Linked DNA regions of Mus musculus: region 2 is linked to region 1. A link is a contact called in public capture Hi-C data. All regions are on one chromosome and are shown on one strand. The core of a region is the stretch at or near the end of the contact, and the rest is flanking DNA. Distances in the headings are between cores, read along the strand shown. Region 1 has its middle 17 kb from the start of Gm23440. Region 2 has its middle 6.2 kb from the start of Gm40072.

Evidence for each region. Capture Hi-C pulls out chosen DNA fragments and counts their contacts.
Region 2: a contact with region 1 is called in a capture Hi-C map of embryonic stem cells, with 5 times the contacts expected there. The contact joins two enhancer-like sites. A contact is called at or near these places in 6 of 39 promoter capture datasets (the 3T3-L1 cell line, the C10 cell line, hippocampal neurons and 2 more), 5 of 484 Hi-C or Micro-C datasets (Th1 cells, bone marrow-derived DN3 thymocytes, bone marrow-derived macrophages and 2 more) and 2 of 9 other capture datasets (adipose tissue and embryonic stem cells).

The regions. Positions count from the first base shown.
Region 1 is chr3:78,959,829-78,966,375 of GRCm38.p6, forward strand. It overlaps the pseudogene Gm9762. Among named protein-coding and RNA genes, the nearest start is that of Gm23440, 17 kb to the right of the region's middle. Within about 2 kb of position 2,808, at least 9 of the 459 cell types and tissues checked have an H3K27ac peak or open chromatin away from gene starts, as enhancers often do.
Region 2 is chr3:79,327,146-79,333,692 of GRCm38.p6, forward strand. No RefSeq gene overlaps it. Among named protein-coding and RNA genes, the nearest start is that of Gm40072, 6.2 kb to the right of the region's middle. Within about 2 kb of position 3,691, at least 22 of the 459 cell types and tissues checked have an H3K27ac peak or open chromatin away from gene starts, as enhancers often do.

The DNA of each region.
Region 1 (6,547 bases), core at 1,558-4,057:
AGAGGCTCAGATCAGTTTATCTGCCTAAAAGAGACACTCCCCAGCCTGTTGAGCTGCCTGTAAGATGATCAGTGTTCCCCAGGTTTCTAGCTTTTGTGAGTGGTCACTCATGCTGGGCTGGGCTAGATGCAGCTTTGTTTACATCATTTCTGCTCCTATAAATAACCCTTTACCCATATTCCTATAACTAACATAAATAAAACCCACTGGCTCACCAAGCTGGACTTTGGTAGTATCCATATTTTGATATATCATCTGTTCCTTACCCATCATCAGTTCATGTCTCCCAGGAAAAGTGATATACAAAAACCAAAAATAATTTATGAGTACTTGAATGCAGATGGGGAAAGAAGACAGAACATTTTGCCTGTCCAGAGAATTGTCCAGAACACTTCTTTTAGGAACCCATCCACTTAGAATCCTCCTGCCTCTGCCTCTTCAGCGTATCCTATCAGTGGACCATCACAACGAGCAGAAACAAACAGCTCACAGTGGAGGCTCAGGGATATTTTGGAAGAACTAGCAGAGAGATTGTGAGACCAGAGAGTTTTCTCTGAGTGGTGTCTCCTAGGAATGAATGGCAGAAGCTCTGCCCATAAAATCCATCAATATGGCTGCCTAACCCTGAGCTGAACAAGAACCAAATCAACAGATAATGCCAAAGTAGATGGGGAAAGCCCAGAAGACCTCAACCCTACACAAAGTTCTACAGACAACTAAGGACCACTTGGAGTGGGAGAAACAGTCTTCCTCAGAGAGAGCACAATGATTGGTTGTTCAAATCCAAATCGCATTGAAAATGTACACAAATAATACCGAGTAGGATGTGCTTATTTATTTAAGTGAGGAGAGAGAGCTATTAATCAATTAATGGAGAATAGATGCCATGAGTTTGAAAGAGAGCAAGAAGGGGTGTGTGGGAGGGTTTGGAGGGAAGAAAGGGAAGGGAGAAAGATATGATGTAATATAGTTATATTATAATCTCAAAAAATAAAAGATAACATTACAAGCCTGACTTTCACCATAATGGCTGGTGTATAAACCAACCCAATATTCATGACACTTGGCGGTAGGCAGGAGATGTCCCTCTCCTCCCACTAAAGAAAGCAATTTTGATCCGAGACACCTGCGAACATGTTGTGCTACAGGGCAGAGGGGAATTGAGAAGCATGGCTAACATAGCAGTTGTCAGCCTTAAAGGTGGTAGATGACCCTGGAGTGCTGAGACAGGCTTAGGACCATCACAGTGTAACATAATTCAAACCTACAAGGAATAGAATGGAAGGTTTGATCTAGATAAGGATTGTGGTATTGAGCCCCTCTGTATTGGAACAGATCTGCTTAGTAGGGCTTCTCATGCAGACCTTAGACGGGCACAGGGGAGAAGCTAACTGGCAAGGAACATCCAGCACTCATGAAAACCTCAACTTGATTCCTAGTAAGGAAAAACAGTTCTTAGACCCCTTAAGGTCTTGAGCAACAAGGGAAGGAGCCTGGAATCAAAGACTGTCCAGAGAGCAAATGGGGCATGCCACAACACTGCAGCCCCTCACAGCTACTTCTCGATGGGAAAAGGCAGGGTTGTTCTCTGAAAGCTGAAACGAGCCCAAGATCTATCCCTTCGCTTCGTTCCTCATGCACTCATGTGTGCAGTATCGTATCTTGCTATTTTTCGAAATATGTGGAAAGAAGCCAAAGAATATTAAAGAGAATTCTGCAGAGAGGAAATGCAAAAGACTTTTACCCTTGGGGGGAAAAAATCCCTTGTGTGATGCAACCTTCCAAGATGACTCCATATTTCCTACATACATTTCTTGATGTATAGCACCTGAGTGTTGTCCTAGAGAATTCTCCCTAGAGAATGAGAACCAAGATTTGATGGGCTAGCCAGTCCCTTAATTAGGTCACATTGTAACACAGAGGTGGTAGGAAAGCCTGGCCTAGAGGCAGGGCTGTAACCTCTGCAATGGGGAGGCTGAGGAGAAAGACAGAAAGCTTGAGAGCTCAAGAAGAGCCTGGGCTACATAATCAGATGCTGTGTTTTAAACCCAAGTCTGGAAAGGTATGTCAGAGGTCGAGATTTACTGACATGCCCAAGCCTTACTCCCACCCTGCTCTAAACCAGAACCACGGAAGAAAGGATAATTGTTCTGTTGATCACTCTATGTCATTCAGGATTGCAGTTTATCAGACTGAGATAAGAGTCTCCCGTTGTCTTAGAGCACACACACTGCATGCTGTGTGGTACATGATACACATGTCAGTAAACGGTTACTGTTATGAAATATAAGGCAGGCGACAGGCAGGGGTAAGGGGGTACCTCGGAGACCCGTGCCAAGTTGTCCCCCGGAAAAGTCACAGCATGAGGCAGACCTGATATAAGGAGGTCTATTTGGGGAAGGGAGGAAAACGAGGGCCTGGAAAGGGGTTAGAAGCAGACAGAGCCACGATGCAGGGGGTTGGGGGGGAAGGTAGAGAGAGAGAGAGAGAGAGAGAGAGAGAGCGCTGGGGTAGCACTCAGTTCTCTTATATGCTGCCCAGGCCACCTGCACCTGTCAGTGGCACAGATGATGACACACTATTGCTAAGTCCCTGTTACTGAGTCCCTGGGAAGAGTTCAGCCGAATCACCTGCAAGCTAGCAGTTGCACCTTCTATAAGCTAAGACATCCAGAAAGGAGATGGTGACTTTGGTCACACCACTAACTGCAAAGAAGTAGATTCTGCCAACTCTTGAAATAAGCCAGGAAACAGACACTTCATAGCTGAACCTCACAAAGAGAACCCAAAAAGAGAAGCTTCCTCCCTTCCGACCCCAACCCCACTACCTGTTCACCCCAAGCTGAGAACACCACAGCTGGCGTGTGCCCGGGTCTGTGACCCCTAGAAACGGAAGTATTAATATGTGTATTATTAAAACTGTGGCATTAATGAGTCACTCTGAGGTAAAACTGAGTCAAGTACGGCCTGAGCTTCATAGCAAAGTCCTGTCTCTAGAAAACAACAACTACTGACAGCCACAGTAGTTCCTGTGTGGCCATTTGTTACAGCGACCACAGTAAGCTTTACGTTATTCAGGAATGTAACCTAGAGGCCGAGGGAGAAACCATGTGCGCCTTGTCTGCCTGGAAAATTTGAGATTATGCTGTGTGAGCAAGATTACGGAAAACAGGCATCCTCACACATTACAAGAGGCAGTTAAGTCAGTGTGATTCCTATGACAGCTAATTTTTAAATATATATATATATCAAGATTTTAAATCACAGCCCTGTCAGCTATCAAGTCTATTTATAACTTATCTGGAGATACATTCACTAGCAAGAATAGGCTAACACGCACGGAAGCATGGTTTGTAACAATAAAAAATTAGTATAATCACTGCATTAATGAGCAGGACCCTGGCTAGGGGAGTGTGATGGCCATTCTTGGTTGTCAAGCTGACTACATGTACAATACATGTGAAAACCAAGTGCCTGGGCACACCTGTGAGGGATTTTTCTTAATTAAATTATTTGAGGTAGGAAGACACCCCTTTAATCCAAAACTGTGAGGTGGGGAGAGCCACCCTTAATTTGGGTCATACCTTCTGCTGGCAGTGTATATAAAGGACATGGAAGAAGGAAGCTTTTGTTCTTGGCCTGTTTGTTCTAGCTGTCAAGCCCATGCCATCACTGGAATTAGAGCTATTTCTTCAAGATCCTGGTATATATGGAAGACTAACTGAAACACCTAGCCTTTTGGACTAAGCAAATACTGAATTCTTCGACTTTCCATTCGTAGAGAGCGGTAGTTGGATTAACTGGAGTCTAGCCTGTAAGCCGCCCTAACAGATGTCTAACAAATTAATATATACATTTATTCTACCATCAGGACTGTTTCTCTAGAGAACCATGACTAATACAGTAAGTTATAGTCTTTGATAAGCTAGATTCTTTGGAGCCATCAAACATGAAAAAGACTTAAGTATTATCTTAAAGATATTCAAGATATTTTTGTAGACAATGAAAATAATGTCTTGTTTATTTTTTTAATCAATGTGATACTAACCTAGACACACCAAGGAAGAGAGCATTACAACAGAGGGCTCTCCTCCATCTAATTGGCCTGTGGAATGTCTCTGGGCATTTTCTTGATTTCTAATTGATGTAGGAGGGCCCAGGCCACTGTGGTCCTTAGATAGGTGGGTGTGAATTGTATTAGAAAGGGAGATGATCACGCCAGTACACCCATCTCTGCTTCAGTTCCTGCCTCCAGGTTCTTCCCTTGAGTCTCTCTCTGCCTTGCATTCTCTGGACGATGGTTTGGTGAAACAAGCCCACTCCTTCCCAAGTTGCTTTCGGACATGGTGTTTATCACAGCAACAGAGACATGGATAGCAAGCTACCATCTGGGGGCAGAAGCTGAAATATTATCACCAGGGAAGGGGAGTGGATGCCATTTAAGATACTAATGAGAGTATCTGGCTCAGAGATAGAGGCGGTATAGATGCATTGTATACCATGCCCCTAGTGAAGACATGAGAGCAAGGAACACCCAAATATTCACCATAAAGTGACACGCTGCAGAAGACAGCCACCACCCTGGGTCGTGGGAACCGCTGCTGAGATTCCCAAGAGATGTCATGAGAAGAGCCTCTGTGGACCCAAGAAGTGAATCGTGAGAAAAAAAAAAAAAAAAAAAAAAAAAAGTCGGTTTTCAGTTTAACCCAAACCGGAGGAAACCAGGGTGAGTTCAGATCTTTCCTCTCTCCCTCTCCTGACCACATCCTTTTGCTCTAGCCAGAAAAGTCTCATAAAATTGATCTGAATTAGAGTTCCCACTACTTATGAGGCTAAGCATTTTAACAGCTGACCAGAAGAAAAAAAAAAAAAAACACATTGCCTGTGTGTGAGAGAACAAGTAAGAACTTTGTCTTAGATTTCATTCTGTGGGTAAACTGCTTCCGCTGAGAAAAACCCCAACTGTGGAGAACAAAGCTAAGTTTAACTTTCTAGGGAAACATGCGAGAAAACTGTAAGGACAATGAAGAAACAGCATTTTGAACATGAGCGAGCAACAGATAAAATTCTTTTTCTACACAATAAACGCTACAATGTCGATTCGAAACTTACTGAGGAAAAAGGAACACTACTTGATGGTTAATACTTGGAAAGTGCCAAGAATAAAATAGTGACAAAGCAATGCCCTCGGGTACCGTGCGAGTAGAAAGAGAAACCCACAGTGACATTCCCTTCACATCACGGGGTTGTGTTTTATTTTGTCCTGACACTCGTTTTACTGTATCTGAGACAGAAAGTTAGGCCTCACACATGCATACTCTATCAAAGAGCTATGCCCTAAGGCCTGTCCCATCATGCTTTGCTGGGTTTGCCCCGCACCGCACCGCACCGCACCGCACTGCATCACCCTGCCTTGCTTCTGATTCAAGATTTCACCATGTAGCCTAGACTGACCTGGAACTCCTACTCTCTTGCCTCAGTCTCCCACGTGCCAGGCCTACTCGCATGTGTCACCATGCTCAACAGCTCTCAGCACCGCGCAGTTCCCATCTCCTGACCCTGTTCCTCCTGTGACACAGGAGAGGCTTCAGACATGAGATAACAGAAAGATCTGATGGCATTTAACTTTCTTTTTTTTTTTTTTTTTTTTTTTTTTTTTTGTAATGACTGTAGTAATCAGTTTATTACACAGATGAATCATTCGTGAACGTACAAGCTCCAGAGGAGCAACAGGGTCTTAAATATACACACAGATTTCCATCAAATACATCTCCACCCTTACATCGAAATAGGCCTAAAGCAGTTAAAAACATAAGAAAAATAAGAGCTATTAGCTATGTATTAACTGAGAAACCACATACAAACCAAAGATTATGGAAAGGGGCTAAAAGGAGGAAGGCTGAAAGGGCAGGGAGATGTGAAGTGTTGGGAACAAAGCCCACCACACTTTATGTACTAACAGCTCCAGTCCATTTAAATGTTGATCCGTTAACCTTAGACCTTAAAGCACAGCATGTAGTTTAATCTGTTTGGTCATAACTTTCACCTAAGTTGTAGGTCCTTCAGGATGAAATGAATATAGAAACAGCTTCACGTTCTTCACCTTGCTTTTTATGACTGTTTGAGATTGGATGGACTCCACTTAAGGACAATCTCCTATGGGTCACTGGAGCTTTTCCTCCCATCCAAGCACACACTGTGTACCTACTACCCCTCACATCTTGCCATTATCCAAAGTTAAGTCAATAAGGAAAGCTTTTAGTCTCACACCTAGGTTATGCCCGGAGAACTGGCTTCTCACACACACACTTCTCTGCTAGGAGGCAATGTTGGTACAGAAGTACAGTATTTCTAGTTTGTTGTTCCAAGTATGTACAACACGCAGCACTGCTGTGTCAGGTAAACATGTGCACAGGGGAAGATGAGGCGTGGGCTCATAGAAAGCAGTCAAATGGAAATCAAAAGTACTTTCTCTCTCTCAGAGTTCCCCTAGCTTTATTTGTAGAGGTTATCCAATAATTTCTTTAATTACATCGCATACTTCTGAG
Region 2 (6,547 bases), core at 2,441-4,940, 370 kb after region 1:
GTCAGGGGGTGAGCCCACCTTCCTAGGGTGGTCCTTGGGCCAGGTGAACTGGCCGAACTAGAATATCCTGTCTCCACCCTGATGCTAGTCTTTTGACCAGTTTCGATTAATGGGTATTGCTTCTCTGACACTTGGAACAAGAACCACACAAGTATGAATGGATTTCTAGTTGGCAGAGAGAGAGAAAGAGAGAGAGAGAGAGAGAGAGAGAGAGAAGGAAGGAAGGAAAGAAAGAAAGAAAGAAAGAAAGAAAGAAAGAAAGAAAGAAAGAAAGAAAGAAAGAAAGAAAGAAAGAAAGGCAAAGAAAGGGATTTGGGGAAGGAAAGAAAGCAAGAAGAAAAGAAACCCTAGAGGGGCGATTGTAGTGCTATCCCTGGGTTCCATCTGCTCGGAACAGGTAATGGGCAGGGAACAGAGCGTCCATATATCCCAGAAGTGGCATTAAATGATGGGTTGGGTGACTAGACGTCAGAAATAGAGAACATTTCGAATGAGGAGAACGTGAACGAACTGTGGCTAAGGGGGATCACTGAATAGCAATGTACTGAGTTCCATGGCTAGGGTATCTGTAATTGGTCAGCAACCATCTTTGGTATTACTTTATGTATTTTTTTTTAAAGAAGGACTTATTGATTTGTATGTGGGTTGATATTTTGTCTGCATGTATGTCTTTGTGAGAGTATCATATCAGATCCTCTGGAACTGGCGTTGCAGACAATGGTGAGCTGCCATGCGGGTGCTGGGAGAGCACCCAAGCGCTCTTAACTGCCGAGCCATCTCTCCAGACCAAGATATTAACTTTGATGTTACTTTTCCTGGGAGATGTGGACAGATAGGGCACCAATGTCAGACCTACCTAAGCATTCCTCCCACGTATACCCTGGTGAACCCATGAGTCTATTGAGCTTACTTAGAAGAGCGTGGGTAAAGGGATATGAAGAGAGTACAGGTGATCCTGTAACAATTCCTTGGGGTAAAGTCTAATGCCAGCATAGTGACTAGTTCTTAAAAGCAGCACAGAGTTGGGAGGAGGGACTGGGTCTAATGACTGCCCTCACTCCCTTGTTTTGTAAGGGGAGGTTAACAGACCCGGTATCAAGAGGGCCCCATGCAGATAATCACAGGTGCCATACCTTCAAAAATTTAATAGTCAGTTCCAGAGGACAGCATTCCATATCGTATATTGCTCAGTGTATTAACTAGCTATACCTGGTTGTATTTTAAAAGACGGCACATCCAGTAGAAAACACTTAGTCCTACAATAATGACTCGGAATGCTAGCAGCCATGGCATTAGTGCGCATTTGGCACTTTTACTCCCATCGTTAAAAAATATTTGCATCCTCATGATCACTCCATGAGGGCAGCAGCAGTCATTAAAGCATTTACAGAGGAGAAGGTACTGGCGCACACTTAGATGGGAAGAAGTGTTTAGGAAAGGAAGAGGCAAGTTTCAAATCTCAACCACTCATCTTCTTCAGATTACTTTACCCTATACAAAAAGCTGGTCGCCGTCTGTGGCAAGTGAACAAGCCCTGCATATTACTATATGTGCCAGGGGCTCTCAGGTTACGTGCTATGAGAACCTCTGGTCAGCCTTGTTGATGGCTATGCATGTGCAAATGCGGACCCAGATCCTCTGAGTTTTCATGAGAAGCTGGACATTCATATGTGAAAGTCTGATATTTTAATGGTGAAGATGGAAAGAAACCCAAGCTTCATGTGATCTGGGCACACATGCCCAGCATTGAGGGAGAGAGTTCTGCTTGCTCCACCCCCCCACCCCCCTCTGTGTACCTGGCTCCCTCTGGGGCTGTTTCCAGAAGGAGGCTACAGGGATGCTGTCCATGCTGTCTGTACTCCTGCTTCCTCTGCACTTCCTCTGCACTTCCTCTGCACTTCCTCGACTCCTTCCTACCAGCTCTCAAGTGCAGCTATTCATCTCCTTAGCTCTTTTGTTGGTTTCTTAACTCAGTTTTAATTTTTTTGGGAAGGGGGGGGGCGGGAATGAAGCTGTGGCCGGGCAACATTTTTTGTATGTGTTTTGTCTGTATATGGGAGATATATTCTCCACTGATATCACGCCCAGGAACTGGATGGGAAGGAAGAGAAGGGAGCATAAGGTCAGTCCACGGCAGTGAGACAGAGAGTAGTAATTCACCAAGAAAATGCCAAGCCTTGACTGCCTTCAGGTCCCAGACAGGCTTGGAACTTAGTGTGTTCCTCTAACACTGAAGACAGCTTTCCTGTGTGTGTGTGTGTGTGTATGTGTGTGTGTGTGTGTGTGTGTGCCCCAGGTGGAGGGGGGTGTGATCAGGGGAGGGGAAGGGAGAGTAACATAAAAGACAACTGTGTTTGCTCTTAAAGAAACAAGGAATAAAATGACATAGAAAAGAAACTTTATTTTCATTGTTCTAAATAGATGTTGTAACTGTCTGTAATGAATGATTTCTCATTTATTGATAGTAAGTCATTTTGAAAATGCGCATAGTGCAAATGGCCCCTTCTCGACCCTTTGGTGATGAAACTGCTGTGTATGTGATGTTTTAGTAACTCACACACACTATTTTTTAAATTGAAAAAAAAAGGAAAGATGTTATCTATTTATTTGTGTAGGGGAGGCACTCGCAGTGGGCAGAGGGCGACTTGGAGGCGTTGGTTTGCTCCTTCCACAGCATGGATCCTGAGGAAAGAACTGAGGGCCTCAGGCTTGGCAGGCAGGTGCCTTTACCCGCTGAGCCACCTCACTGACCCCAGACACACCATTGTTTAGTTCCTGCTGTGCACAAGGTGCCAGGCACTGTGGGGGAGAGGAATGGCAAACAGGCTAGAATCTCTTCTGAAGCAGTTCACAGTGAGAGATTTTCCAGGGGCACGAAGCTCCCCTGTAAAGCCGTGTCAAATCTTAAACAGTTCCAAACAACGAAAAAACTCTGCACCAGACACTGGGCCCAGAAACATCACTTTACATCCATGTGAGCATAATCCAAAACACATTTACTCTGCTGTAGCCACTCTGTTTTTCTCTCTCCAAAGAAAAGTGCAAAATTGCACTTTCTTGAAAGCTCCTTTAAAATTTTTAAACAGTAAGTGGTGCTAATATTTAATCTTGAGCCAGCCTTGAGTCAAGCTCGAGGATTCAATTACTATATACAGTAATTTTCTGTTTCAGCCGTTCCCCCGCCCCCTTTCCTGACCTCCATATTGAGTGTTCTCTTTAGACCATCAGGAATTTGTGGAAAATGCTGTCATCGCTCTCCCCACTTCCTCTCTACCTGGTACTAAAGCTGGGGAGTCACCGTGTCTTTCTGTTCTCAAGGCTGACAAGGATTATCAGTAAATGCACAAAGGCAATAAAAAATAAAATAAAATAATAAAACAAAATAAAGCAATCAGGTGGTTTTGCCACCCAGTGAGGAGAATGAAGTCCAGACGCTGACAAAAATCAAACAGATTTGACTAATGTTATCCTTCATTTTATTTTGAGGCTTCTCTAGCAAGGTCAAGAGAAACCACTCAGGACCAAAGACCTGAATCGACTCTGAGGACATCAGCTAATAATGAATTGTATTTTAGTTGAGTCCCAGGGACTGTTATAAAAAGAAGACTGTCTTAGATCCAGAGGTGCTCAGTTTCTTACGGATAATCACCACAGTGACTCACCCCTGCGTCCTCTGTGCAGGGACACCCTCGGGGCTATGGAGCAGTGTGCACGTGGACCCTATGACATCTATGGAAGTCGAATCCTGCTTTCCAGACGGACATAAAATTCATGTGGTTTTTTTCATACATTTTTAAGTAGTTCCTGACCCAAGTATACAAAATTGAGAACAGGTGACCAGTGTTTCCCAAAGAATGATAAAAATTCAGGGCATTTTAAAGAAGAAATGCCTTCAGGGAAAGTTACCTGAAAATCCCAAGCTGTGCTCAAGATTATGTGGGGAAAGACAGGCGTGGAACTTGGGGACAGAGAACATTTTAACATGGACAAGACTCTGGTTTTTGTCCCCAGAAATAAAAAAATTAATAAAAATAAAACTAGGCTTCAAAACCACGTAGTCACCACCCCATGTAACACTGTTAAATTTTATCTATGTTTTAGACCTTTATTCATATTCTCCCAATCATTTCTAAACCTGTGGGATGTGGGCAAGACTACCCAGCAGGTAAAGGCATTTGCCACCAAACCTGTCAACTTGAGTTACATTCCTGAGACTCACATGGTGGAAGGAGAGACCTGACTCTCTCAAGCTGCTCTCTGACCTCCACATGTGCATGTAAATAATAGTAAAACCAAAAATAACTTAAAGCTATTGCAGTAATATTAGGTAGTCAATAAAAATGTCTTAGAGTCTTGAAAGAATAGAAAAATAAAAAAAGCTTAATTGGCCCAGCAGGCTTTTTAAGATTACTTATTTTAAAAAAGGGTGTGTGGGGCTGGAGAGATGGCTCAGTGGGTAAGAGCACCCGACTGCTCTTCCGAAGGTCCAGAGTTCAAATCCCAGCAACCACTTGGTGGCTCACAACCACCCGTAATGAGATCTGACTCCCCCTTCTGGAGGGTCTGAAGACAGCTACAGTGTACTTATTTATAATAATAAATAAATCTTTAAAGAAAAAAAAGGGTGTGTGTGTGGTGGTGGGGGGGGAGTGGGGGATGATGACGAATGTGTGTTGAATGAATGTAGACCATTGAAACGTGACAGTGCCTCTTCTTCGTTACATCTCTTCTCTGGTAACTTTTCAGAAAGCTGTATTAGTTTGTAATAAAATTACAATAGAAAATTATTTTGGTGACAATCAGTGTCTAGTAATTTATAATATATATAAATCAAGAAAGTATACCTGGACCAGAGATGGAAACCAACCACACGGCTGCATGAGCAGTCCCGGCAGAGCGTAGAGGATGTGGCGGCGTCGGACAACAATCATCTAGTTCTGGCACGCAAAGTGAACTTAAACGGCTGTGTTGCAGAAAAAGGTTGTGATGGGAAGGCAGCCGCAAGAGAGGGCAGATGCGTGAAAGCCACTGCCGCCGCCACTACTCTGATGACTCCTGTAGAAAGAGCTTGAACCTGAGGTGGGACACAGTTGCATGCGTCTTCAGGGAAGAGACTGTTTGCATCCTAATGCATGCAGTCACTAGATTGTTGAAGTGCATACCTCTCTTCTCTCTCTTCTATTTATTTAATATATGTGAGTACACTGTCACCGTCTTCAGACACACCAGAAGAGGGCATCAGATCCCATTACAGATGGTTCTGAGCCACCACGTGGCTGCTGGGAATTGAACTCAGGACCTCTGGAAGAGCAGTCAGTGCTCTTAACCACTGAGCCATCTCTCCAGCCCAGCCTCTGCTGTCTTCTACTAAATGCAAACAGCTGTGTGAGCTGTGCAGCTAGCTATTCTTGCGAATCTAGCTTTCAGCTCATTTGTAATAGCAGTGGATTTCCCTCTCCATTGTTGTATCAATAAAGAAGAGTTAATTTCGTTTTCTTATCCAAGATAACGTTGACGTGCATTCTTTCATTTTATTCGTCCTTGCTTCCCATCTTACCCAGTGTATGCTGGACGACGGCTGAGCTATTGGCCCCTCTCCCCATCCCAACATCTGTAATTAAGTCAGTTAAATCACATTCTGCAACTAAAAGCGTGAGTGCTTTGTATGCATTGATGTATTTCTTTTTTAAGATTTAGTTACTTAGTATGATTGGTATTTTGATTATATGTCTGTCTGTGTGAGGTGCCAGATCCTCTAGGACTGGAGTTACAGACAGTTGTGAGCTGCCATGTGGGTGCTGGGAATTGAACCCCAGTCCTCTGGAAGAGCAGCCAGTGCTCCTAACCACTGAGCTATCTCTCTAGCCCCTAATTTTTTTTTTTTCCAGTTTGGGGCAAGCTAGGTTAAAAACTACCACTGAGATACACCTCCTATTTCAACTTAAAATAACTCTTAAAACTATTATTTGGGAAATTATCTCAATTAAAAAAAAAACCATGTTAGTTATTATTGCAAACATGTTTTGTTGACAACATCTTTGTAAGCCGACCAGTGTCAGCGGCCTGGGTTTACTATTACCTTGGGCTCACAGCCACTTGGCTCGAAACCAACAGAGATTCCTAAAGGAGGGAAAACCTTTGCGAACAGGCTGGCTGCTTTCTGCGCGATGAAAGAGACAAAGCTGCATACTGAGAAACTTCCTGAGAACCCTTTCCAGGTAACTGAGCATTTTGAAGTTTAGTGGGAACTAGGCCATGATGACAAGCTTTCGCTGTAAGGTTCCAGCATTCTGGTACCAGTGCAGGACAGTGACAGAGGAAACCCAAGTCCTCTCTGTACAGATAAAATGGCAGTCTCTTTTGGCTAATCTCAAGTGCAGAGTTTTGGAAGAGGCATGAGGATGTCTTCTATTCCTAGACCACCTAGAGAAAGCCAAAACAACATCTCTATGGACTGTACGATCACCTGAATGAGCCAGCATCCCTTAAAGAAGGTGGACACCCTCTCACAGTCAGCCTTTCCTTCTCTAAATGCCAATGGTTTGCG